Regions from separate parts of the Zea mays genome. Here region 2 is linked to region 1. The links are chromatin contacts, called in public Hi-C maps. All regions are on one chromosome and are shown on one strand. Each heading gives the region's core, a stretch centred on a gene start, on an enhancer-like site or on the middle of the called end of the contact. The rest is flanking DNA. Distances are from core to core; before and after follow the strand shown.

Region 1 (6,043 bases), core at 2,543-5,042:
CTCCCATCTCTTTTTAAAGACTTGAGCTTGTGCAAACCACTCTTGTGCTTTCTTGGTGTTCTTGAAACCCTAGGTTTCAAGATCTTTTGAGGTTTCTTGGGAGTCTCCAAATTTGTGGACGACCCCAAGAAGTTTGTATCACCCACTTCTTGAGCTAAGATAAGAAGAGATTGCCTTGACCTTTGTGGTCGGCTTTTGGAGGATTAGGGTTGAAAAAGACCCGACCCTTTGTGGGCTCCTCAAAGGGGAGTAGGACACCTTTGTGGTGTGGCCAAACCTCAGATTAAATCATGTGTCTTGTGTTCTTGCTTGTCTTTAACTTAAGATATTTTTACTTGCAAGAGTGACATATAGATTTTTCCGTAGAGTATATCTAGAAGTGAAATAGCCTTTGCATACTCATCTTCTCATTCTAAATTAGTTATACTTACTTCTCAAAAGGACTCGCGAAATACTTTTTCGAGTAGATTATAGTCTAAAGTTTATAAAACAGTTGGATTGGTTCAGAGTGCTTCAACTTGCACACGTAGTTGTTGAACCGGTCTGCACCAGTCGAACTGTGTATTTAACAATCTTTCGAAATTTGTTGTGAAAATTTTCAGATTAGCCTATTCACCCCCCCTCTAGGCTACTTTCACCACCGCTGAGGCGATGCGCGCGGCGTGCCCTGACGCGGAGGCGGACACAGAGAGATCCCGCATAAAGGCCGAGCTGACGGGGCGAAGATGGCTAGCGCGGAGGCGGAGCGGCTGGCACCAACACAGATCTTTCTCGTCGTCGTAGCCCTTGGCAGGCCCCGCCGAGGCGGACACGTAAGAATCCACGCGATCCACAGGCGACGCTGGCCGGAGCCTTGGTCCCTCGACGGCCTTGCGTGTGCGGGTCAAGGTCGTTCGGGTGCGGGCGGCACAGGTGCAACAACGAGGGTGGCTTGCGGTTGCAGCGCGGGGGCGGGGCATCGATATCCTCGAGGCGGGACGCTGAGCAACGACGACGCTTGGAGTAGGGCGGCGTGGGGAGGGAGCTTGGGTTTGGCGGTGGGGACCACAATGGTGGGGTTGAGGAGGGTGAAGTCATGGTCAGTGGTGGGAATTAGGCCGGGTCGGGCCAGCCGCCAAGCCCATCGTGCTTCGTGTCAAACGGATTCTGGCTAGGAAAGCCCAAAAAAATTTTGAGCCGTGCTGTGCCAGCCCGAAGTGTAAAAACAGTGGCCCAGTCCGGCCCTAAACCACGTCGTGCCTTCGTTGGCCCGTGCTGGCCCAAGCCCGATCCGTATATTTGACCACATAAAATCAAAATATTACAACCATATAAAGTTAATAGCTTACTAAATTAAAGATATTAAACAATTCTAGCATCATTTAACGACATAAACTCCCAATATAACAACAATATAAAGTCGATATCTTACTAAATTAAAGAAATTAAACAGATTGGACTTAATTAGGCCGTGCCGGGGGCCAAACGACCGGAATTTGAGGCCCGACCTAGGCCTGTCTTCGGGCCGTGCTAGCCCGACCCATATTATTTCGTGCTGGACCTTGCTTTGGGCTTCTATTTTCGGACCGTGCTCGTGCTGGCCCAAGAAATCCGGCCTATATTCCCAACACTAGTCATGGTAGTACCGTTGTCTATACTATTGATTTAATAGATACTAGAGAAGAGATAGAGAAGAGATGGACGAGATTATTAGTGGGCTCGTCGATCACACAAACGTTCACACATGCTCGAACGATTTAGCCCAAAGCTTATCCATCGGTCCAGCCCAACACACTTACATCCTCCACAACGATGAGCCCACTAATATGGAGGAGCATTAGAGCATCTCCAAGAGACTCTTTATTTTTGACTCTCTATTTGACACTTTATTTGTCTCTCTATAAATATTAAACTCTATATATAACATCTCATTCCAATAGACTCTCCAATATACAAGTTAGCTTGGCTAGGGAGAGTTGTTAGCCAAATTTGGCTAGTGAGGGGGTTAATTTAGAGAGCCCGATAGCTTAGCAAGTTAAATGGCTAGTCTGTTGGAGAGCTATTATGCTATTAAGTAGCTAAAATTTAGCTTGACAAGTTATTTAGCTAATCTCTTGGAGATGCTCTAAGCCTACCACTAGTAGTCATCTCTAAACCCTAAACTCTAAAACCTTCTCCTACGTCAATAGTTACCTGTCAGTGCAAATCTCTTATTTAAGGACTGTTTAATAGAATAACACGTAAATCATGACGCTGTCCAACCTGATATCTTTTATGTGTGGAAATTACTGTAACAATTGATATTCTAGGATGCATTGTAGCATTTATTTAAATAGAGTACCATCAGAAAAATAATTGGAAACCTTTTTGTCCTTGCTTTTATTTGACGAGTAATGATCCTCTTTCTTTCCTTTTGCGGTCTCCTTTTTTGCAGGTTCAACAATTTTGTCAAATCATTGCTGAAACGCTATGAATGTCAAATCGTCATCACGTTCAAGATGGGGACGGGTCCTCGACAGCCGCTTCAACGCCGCTAATTGGGTCTCATCTTCAGTAGCGTCCTGCGTGGCGTGGTGGGGCGAAACAACAACAGGGTTGACGGAGGAAGATGGAGCTCGTTCGAGCAGCAGTGGCGAGCAGGCACACGTGCACCTCCACGTTAGAGTAGTTGTCCTCTGCTGGTGCCGCGACGATGTTGAGAAAATAGCGCGGCCCACCGCTGAGGCGATGCGCGTGGTGTGCCCTGACGCGGAGGCGGACACAGAGAGATCCCGCATAAAGGCCGAGCTGACGGGGCGAAGATGGCTAGCGCGGAGGCGGAGCGGCTGACCCCAGCACAGATCTTTCTCGTCGTCGTAGCCCTTGGCAGGCCCCGCCGAGGCGAACACGTAAGAATCCACGCGATCCGCAGGCGACGCTGGCCGGAGCCTTGGTCCCCCGACGGCCTTGCGTGTGCGGGTCAAGGTCGTTCGGGTGTGGGCGGCGCGGGTGCAACAACGAGGGCGGCTTGCAGTTGCGGCGCGGGGGCGGGGCATCGATATCCTCGAGGCGGGACGCTGAGCAACGACGACGCTTGGAGTAGGGCGGCGTGGAGAGGGAGCTTGGGTTTGGCAGCGAGGACCACAATGGTGGGGTTGAGGAGGGTGAAGTCATGGTTAGTGCTGGGAATTAGGTCGGGTCGGGCCAGCCCGGCCCAAGCCCATCGTGCTTCGTGTCAAATGGATTCGGGCCAAGAAAGCCCCAAAAAAATTTGAGCCATGCCGTGCTAGCCCGAAGTGTAAAAACAGTGGCCCAGTCCGGCCCTAAACCACGTCGTGCCTTCGTTGGCCCGTGCCGGCCCAAGCCCGATCCGTATATTTGACCACATAAAATCAAAATATTACAACCATATAAAATTAATAGCTTACTAAATTAAAGATATTAAACAATTCTAGCATCATTTAACGACATAAACTCCCAATATAACAACAATATAAAGTCGATATCTTACTAAATTAAAGAAATTAAACAGATTGGGCTTAATTGGGCCGTGCCGGCCCAAGCCCTGCCCATCTATACGGGCCGTGCCGGGGGCCAGATGACCGGAATTTGAGGCCCGACCTAGGCCTGTCTTCGGACCGTGCTAGCCCGACACATATTATTTCGTGCTGAACCTTGCTTTGGGCTCCTATTTTCGAACCGTGCTCGTGTTGGCCCAAAAAACCCGGCCTATATTTCCAGCATGCCGTTGTCTATACTATTGATTTGATAGATAGCAGAGAAGAGATGGACGAGATTATTAGTGGGCTCGTCGATCACGCAAACGTTCACACATGCTCGAACGATTTAGCCCAAAGCTTATCCATCGGTCCAGCCCAACACACTTACATCCTCCACAACGATCACCCCAATCCATTCTCTCCTCACACGGGCGCGACCCAAAACCCCATTCATCCCCTCCTCCGGTCTCGACTGCCATGGCCGCCGGGCGGGCCTTCCTTGGCGCGCCGTGCTCCTCCCTCGCCGCCGGCGCCCGTTGCCTTGCCTTCGCTTCCCCTTTGCCCCGGAACCTCACCCCCGCGCTCCGCTGCGGCGTTCGCGGTCGCTGCATCGCCTCCGCCTCCTCGTCCCCTGACTCGCCCCCCTTGCCGGAGCCCTACGTGCTCACCACTCCTCTCTACTACGTCAACGCTCCGCCGCATATGGGAAGCGCCTACACCACCATCGCAGCGGACGCCATCGCCCGCTTCCAGGCAAGCCTCCACCCACGATTGCAGCGGCTGTATTTTTGAACAGTTAGTTGTCGAACCTACAAAAGCAAATTGCACATGCCCGGGTTGCACGAGATCCACTGCAGCACTAATCTTACCAACATGGGGTCAAACATTTTGTCAAGTGGCTGTTGTGCACTTGTACTGCTGTCAGAAACGTGTGGTGCGGTGTACCGTTGGATGATCAGGTGGTGATGCACCACTTAGTTGCACATGCATTGCACGAGAAAAGGGGTTGCATATTTTCCATAACCTGAATTAGTTCATAACTTCATACTACGCCACTTTCTAGTCGTGCCCTTGGTGAAGTTGCTAATTGCTTGGTGTGTGAATTTTACATGTATCTTTTCTTTTTCAATTGAATGATTGGGTGCCTAAGTTTTGACTATATGAACTATTCGGAGTAGTATGTTTGATTTCAGTTGTTTGACTCTTATTATCAAACAGTCTGTTGATTATTCTTATGTGGTTACAGAGGTTGCTAGAGAAGAATGTTATATTTATTACCGGAACAGATGAACACGGTGAGAAAATATCTGCTTCCGCAGAGGCCAGTGGTAGAAACCCAAAGGAGCATTGTGATGCAATTTCAAGTTCATATAGGACGCTCTGGGCTGACGTATGTCTACAACACCAAGTTTCAGTTTACAATACTTTTTACTACAGAGTAAACCATGAGCTCAGCTTTGCCCTCCAAATTTGTTTCACATTTCTTGCAGTTAGACATAGAATATGACAAGTTTATTCGCACAACGGATCGTAAGCATGAGGCTGTTGTGAACGAATTCTATTCCAGAGTGTTAAACAATGGCGACATATATAGAGCTGATTATGAAGGACTTTATTGTGTGAGCTGTGAAGAGTACAAGGTAAGCTTTCATGTCAACTTCCTCACATCGTACTGAGCTGTTTCCAATCCATTATGGAAGTACCATTAAACATATTAATCCTTACACATATTTGATTTAATGCTGTCATATGGTTAATAGAATTGTCTACTAAGTGGTTTTCTGAGCAACATTTTTTTTTCTGGATTTACATGGATAAATATCTTGGCTATCTGTCCATTTTAGGTGAGGGAACTGGTACCTATGTCGATTGCCATGCCTAACCTCTCTTAAGTATGAATTTGGATTAATGGTGTGGTTTAATTTTTTGGCTCTTCAATTTTTTTATTAACAATCAATATTGTGGAACTGCAAAACTTGATATTTTTATGCAGCAGAGATGAGTACTATACTATTATGTGCTCTATTTTAGTTTTCTACTTCCTCTGATACATCATATTAGTCCATTAGGAATTTAGGACATCGACATTGTCTCCAATATAACACTTTGACTAACAATATGTATTAGGAAAATGTTACTATAAATAAAAAATATAATGCAACAGTATTTTCATGATCAATCTATTTATGTCAATAAGAAGGACAAGCCTGACGCAGTGGTGAGAAGCCTTTCCACTGAGCCAAACGTCCTGGGTTAGATGCAGCCTCTCTGCAAAAATGCAGGGTAAGGCTTGGTTCGGTTATTCTTACTCCTTCCCCAGACCCCACTCATGTGGGAGCCGCTAGCACCAAGTCTGTCCTTTTTAAATCTATTTATGTCAATCTTGTGTTGTCAATAAATACTCCTTTTTAGAAATTGTTGGCTAAAGTAAGAAAATGTTCGAAGTACTTTTTTGTGTGCCATGTGCACCTATATATATCAACCCTCTTTTTAATACTACTACAAATACTGATGCTTTAGTATTGACTGAACAAAGGATGAAAAAGAGCTATTGGAGAACAATTGTTGCCCTGTGCATCTGAAGC
Region 2 (6,043 bases), core at 1,612-4,111, 320 kb after region 1:
TCTTTGCCCATGGCCTTCGTCTCATATACAAGCTCGTGCATACTGCAAAAGCATTTCACGCTTGGCTCCAGCCCTTGGCTTCTTACAGCCTAGACAAAAATCCCCATTCTAATAATAGCTTAGGGGGTTATCTGATGAAGGTAAATCTGATATATTTTTAGCACTTCAACCACAAACTTACTCAAAGGGAACCGAAGTCCAGCTTTGAAGAAGCTTCGGTAGATCACAACTTCATTTTCTTCAGGGGCAGGGACGTTGTTGTCTCCGCCAGCTCTCATAATAGACATATCTCGGAAATACCTTCCTCTCATGTTCTCAAGATGACTTTGTTTGATGGTTGATTTTCCGAATATTGAGTGGCTTGGCCTCCAGGGCCGATCCTCAGAATCTTCGCCCCCACTTTCTACATCATAGCTATCGTTGTCACCAGTATCTTCAGATAGGCCCTCCAGTATCTCCTTAGTAATCTTCTTTGTATTTGTTTTTGCCATTGACTCAATAAATCCAGCAATATAAGGATTCACATCCTTCTTCTCCTCAAAAAGCTTCCCCTCTTCAGTCAGCTTCGTCTCAGCAGGAACTTTCTTGTCTTGAGACATTTCTTCTTCAGAAATGACGAAAATGCGTCTTTTTAACCGAAGCTCAGAAAGCTTGAAAACTAGCAAGCGTTAGTGAGCAAGAGCTATGAAATTGAGGAAGTAAAGCAAATGGCGCAAGCAACGTATCAAACATAGTTGGTGTGAGTTCTTATTTATACGCTTAGCACGCTTCAAATTGGGGGGCCTCGTTTATCAATGACTGTTGTCAATGACTAGTTTGCTCTAGATTATATATTCTACAGGTGCCAAAGGTTCAACAAAAACTAATAAAAAGATCAAAGTTAGGGCTCAAAAGAAAGGAGCAAAAGAAACCGAAGAGAACCCTGGTCTGGCGCACCGGACTGTCCGGTGCCCAGGGCCGTACGACTTCAAACTTGCCACCTTCGGGTTTCTGAAGAGCCGCTCCGCTATAATTCACCGGACTGTCCAGTGCACCAGCGGAGCAACGGCTCCAGCGCAACGGTCGACTGCAACGGACACATGCAAAAGTGCTACAGTGCGCGGACAATTCGCGTAGAGTCAGAGCAGCCGCCAGAAGGCGCACCAGACAGTGAACAGTACCTGTCCGGTGCGGCACCGGACTGTCCGGTGCCACATGAAGACAAAGCTCCAACGGTCGAAACCGTCAGGACCCTAACGGTTGGGTGATGTGGCTGGCGCATCGGACAGTGTCCGATGGCGCACCGGACCGGTGCGCCCATCGACAACAGTCTTCCCCAACGATTGAATTGGTGGTTGAGGGCTATAAATACCCCCCAACCACCTCCACTCCAACAATCCAAGCATTCACAACAGAGCATTCAATACAAGAGGAATACACTACACTCCAAGACACAAATCAAAGCATCCGAACAAATCAAAGTCCACAATTCAACTCTAGTATTTTAGAACTTGTGAGGAGATCGTCTTGTGTTTCTTTGTTGCTCTTGTTGCTTGGTTGGCTTTCTTCGTTCTCTCATTCTTACTCTCAAAGCCTTGTAAGCGAAGCAAGAGACACCAATTGTGTGGTGGTCCTTGTGGGGTCTAAGTGACCCGGGAAATCAAGGAAGAAAGCTCACTCGGTCTAGGTGACCGTTTGAGAGAGGGAAAGAGTTGAAAGAGACCCGGTCTTTGTGACCACCTCAACAGGGACTATGTTCTTTGGAACCGAACCTCGGTAAAACAAATCATCGTGTCATCCGCTTTATTTTCTTGGTCGATTTATTCCTCTCTCTCTCGAACTTAACTTTTATTCTAACGCTAACCCAAGCTTGTAGTGTGCTTAAAGTTGTAAATTTCAGTTTCTGCCTATTCACCTCCTCTTGGCGACTTTCAAACATGTTTGTCTACGATCTTTCTTTTGTACACTTCTACAATTCAACACATATTATATGATTAGTACCCTCAAATAAATCATGTGCACATTGTTCCGCTTACTAACTATTTTTTCAAATAAATTTATAGCTATCTTCGTTCTCGAATATTTATCGTTCGTTAGTTTATTTTTAAACTAAAACACGATAAATAAAAAAGAACTAAAAAAGTATGTATTTATAAATTAAGATCTCACAAACGAGTTAAATATTGTTTAACCTCGCTCAGGGCGCGCGGAAACCACTAGTTGCATGAATTTCCTTGCTCAAAGGCAGTACCATCCAGATCCAGCAAGCCAGGGTTTCGCCTTCGTCCATCTCTAACACAGTACTCCACCAGGATATCCTAAACTCCAGACGGGATATTCCGTGCAAGCTCAGTTATCCGCTACCGCCACGTTCCCTGACCGTTATTATCGGCATTTGGAGAAATGAAGCTTCGGCTCTGCCCTCGGTGGCTCAGCCACCGGTTTCAGCGCCAGTTCAACCCCGCACCCGCACCCCGGTGCGGCACGGATCCCACCGGGCGCAGCGCACGACCCACAAAGTCAGAAAGCCGCTGCCCGGAAATCGCCCGCCTCCGCTCCGCTACGCTCTCACCACCTCCTCCGACGTCTGATCGGCATCGCCTTCGCCTCCGCTAAAATACTCGCGGTCCACGCTCTCCTCCAAATCCCATCGCCACGCCTTCGCCCGCGCGCGTCTCTCCCTCCCCCACACTCCGCCACCAGCGCCGAAGCAGAGCAGCCATGGCCGGTTACGAGCAGCGCGTCGTTGCCGTCATCATGGTCGGCGGCCCCACCAAAGGTTAGTGCTGCTAGATCTGCGCCGCGCGCCCCCGGGACCCTCCTCTGCCCTCTCATCGTCTGATACTCTGATCGGTTTGCTCTGGTGCTGGTGTCGGGTGCAGGGACGCGGTTCCGGCCGCTGTCGCTGAACGTGCCCAAGCCGCTCTTCCCTATCGCCGGCCAGCCCATGGTGCACCACCCCATCTCCGCCTGCAGCCGGGTAATCCACCAATTCCTGCGCTCCCCTGTCCTTTGTGGAATTGTGACGTTTGTATGGTTCGGCCTGCGGCTCGTATGAGAAAGTTTTTTTTTCTTGCATCCCATTGCTGCAGATCCCCAACCTGGCACAGATATACCTTATCGGGTTCTACGACGAGCGGGAATTCGCGCTATATGTCTCGTCTATCTCCAACGAGCTCAGGATCCCTGTCAGGTTTGTTTCGTGCCCTCATGTTGTTTGCTTCTGCAGTGTTTGGCTGGGTGCGTTAGGGAGATTTAAGAGAGCCGTGTCATTGACAGGGTCTCTGGCCAATTTAAATTTTAGGTACCTGCGAGAGGATAAGCCTCACGGGTCAGCTGGAGGGCTCTACATCTTTAGAGATTACATCATGGAAGACAGCCCGGTAATGACTTAGTGCCATGGCCTGATTGTCATCTTGAATTGGAAGTCGGATATTTCTAAAGCTGCAGTAATGCAGTGGATCACTTTATCCACATCTTTTTGAATAGCTTTTGCCTATTCAGAAGTCAGAACACATTCAGCGTCTGGGGTTTGTAGGAATCTATTACATTGCTATGCCGATTGGATCAAGAAAGTGGCATCCTCTAAAACTTCGTTACTGTTTTTGCTTGATGTTTTGCAGTCACACATAGTTCTGCTTAACTGCGACGTCTGTTCTAGCTTCCCCCTTCCAGACATGCTGGGTAGGTTGCCAAGTATCTGAAACATACTCTTCTTTCGTGTTGGCTCGATTTATCAGTTTGATGATGATCATAGACACAAGCATGGATAGTGTAATAATAGAACATCACGAGGTTGTTCTTTGCTTTGCTGTTTAGACCGAATGATAGCGTGTCCACTTATCACTAGTCAGAATAAGTGGAATGGAACTGTAGTGGTTGGTATTGAATCTGAAGCTGAGCTTGTCATTAGTATCTTGTTTTTGGCATATTCGTTGGTTACATCTTATAGAGACGCATCTGCCTCTAATATATGGTATTGTACCTGAGATCACTAAAATTATAGAGATGCATCTGCCTTGTCATTAGTATCTTGTTTTTTTTTTCCTGTTTTTATCTTCTACTAGGCTAGAATGGGCTTAAGGCTCTACAGTTGTGCTAGCTTGCCTATCACCTTGTAATTAGTGATATATTGTCAAGGGTAGTGGTACCCAAGGCAGCGGGACCCCGGCTACGTAGTTCGTAGTCGCGATCCGTCGTCGCCGGCAGGGTTATACCCCCACGCCGTCGCCGCCTTCGTCAACCGGGTTATGCCCCCGAGTTGCCGGCTTAGAGAGGAAGAGAGAGATGATAGGCTGGTAATACTTGATTGATTATCTCCTGTGCGGTTACCATCTTATATGGCCAGAGGCCCAACCGAAAGGGGCAACAAACTCCACAATCTAAAGAACTGAATAACAGCAGGCTATCCTACTTTCCCTCCTAGCCCCTAGCTGCGCTTGTGTCCTGCATATTTTCCTGCATGACTGCTGCTTGCTCTAGGGCGCGGCGCACGTCACGGGCACGACGCCGTCTCACATACGTGCGCCCGACCATGACATCTATAATATTTGGTCTAATTTTTATATTTATCTATATAATTGAGGTGTCGCCTCGCCTTACGCTTTACCGCTAAAATGTAAAAAGGGGTTGATCGTCTTATGTCGCCTTACCGCTTTAATAACCATATGTCTTGGCACCCTATTCGGACAAATTCTATCGACTAATGGGAGGGATTTAAACGTCAATTCATCAACAACTTTGGTGTGGCTTGTGACCGGGAGAAGACTTGGTATGACCTTGGACAAATTCTTTAGAAGGAAGATGAGTTTCTAAATAGTTACATCAAGAGGTGACATGATGTGAATGCTGATATCTCTGACATGCCAGATGAGGCATCTATACATGTTTTTCGGAAGGGTCTCATGAATCGAGAATCGTCTCAGAAACTTGTACGCAAAGCTCCAACCACACTGACTTCTTTGTTCTAGATTTCCAACAGCTATGCCATAAGCGAGGAAGTCATCGACACATGTATTCATCTTGAAGAGATAGGGACAAGAAAGAATAGAGAGCTGAACTAGATAATGGCAAGGATAAGTAACATAAGATAGATCATCAACTCACAACAACCGTTAAACGGGGGGCTTGGTGTCAATGTTCAGCTCTTGAACAAGATGAGTTCTAGAAGATTATGATGCAACATTGTGTTTATCACCCGGAGAGCTACCATAAGACCAGGAATTGTTTTCATCTTAAGGGATTCTCAAGCTATCAGAGGCCGAGTCCAACAGGCCCGAGCCGAGCAAAAAGGATAACTCGGATAAAAATGATAAGGAAAAATTCCCAAAGCCATCTCGAGATATACGATAAGAGAATGACTTGGACAAAAGTGGTTTTTGAGCTATGTTGCACTTGTCCCCGCTGTTCTTCGTCTTGATGCTTGTCGACTCTAAATTACACCATTAATCTGGACGCCATTGGGATCCAACGACATGATCTCTCTTCCTTGGACTCTCCTTTCATAGAGGATGAGGTGTGGGCTACTGTCAAGTACTTACCAATGGATAAGGCTCCGGGACCAAACGGGTTTATTGGCCGTTTCTATGTTACCTGCTGGGGCTGCATTAGGGGGGATGTCCTGGCTGCTCCTGCTATCCAGAATGGTCATATGAACAAGTTCCGCTTGCTCAACACAGCTAACATCACCCTCCTTCCAAAGAGATTGGATGCAACTGAGGTTACAGATTTTCGACCCATTAGCTTGATCCATAGTGTCGCAAAGTTGGTCACCAAAATCATGGCCAATCGGATGGCTCCTTTGCTGCCTACATTGGTGCCGGTTAGCCAGAGTGCTTTTGTCCGGGGCAGAAGGATTCATGATAACTTCATGTTTGCCTAGCAGGTGGTGAAGTCTTTGCATAAAAAGTAGGAAACACATATTCTTCTTAAATTGGATATCTCAAAAGCAGTTGACTCCGTTTCCTAGGCATTCCTTTTGGAGACTTTGTAGCATTTGGGTTTTGGTCCGCTGTGGCGTAACCTCCTATGTATGATCCTCTCCACCTCCTCGACTCGTGTCTTG

Evidence for each region. A called contact is a pair of places that touch in the nucleus more often than the background predicts.
Region 2: a contact with region 1 is called in a Hi-C map of tassel, with 2.0 times the contacts expected there. The contact joins the promoter of LOC100192721 here to the promoter of LOC103631953 in region 1. A contact is called at or near these places in 4 of 25 Hi-C or Micro-C datasets (ear, leaf, leaf mesophyll and 1 more).

Annotation. Positions count from the first base shown.
Region 1 is chr1:21,034,222-21,040,264 of Zm-B73-REFERENCE-NAM-5.0, forward strand. LOC103631953 (methionine--tRNA ligase, chloroplastic/mitochondrial) reads left to right here and starts at 3,793. Exons shown (of 12, transcript XM_008653808.3): 1 at 3,793-4,211; 2 at 4,705-4,848; 3 at 4,949-5,098; 4 at 5,995-6,043. The coding sequence starts at 3,936. It overlaps LOC103631944, which reads right to left and starts at 3,079. Exons shown (of 1, transcript XM_008653798.3): 1 at 2,228-3,079. The coding sequence starts at 3,014. The coding sequence ends at 2,433.
Region 2 is chr1:21,350,194-21,356,236 of Zm-B73-REFERENCE-NAM-5.0, forward strand. It overlaps LOC100192721 (Mannose-1-phosphate guanylyltransferase 1), which reads left to right and starts at 2,862. Exons shown (of 14, transcript NM_001137922.1): 1 at 2,862-2,959; 2 at 3,072-3,172; 3 at 3,259-3,362; 4 at 3,603-3,663. The coding sequence starts at 3,133.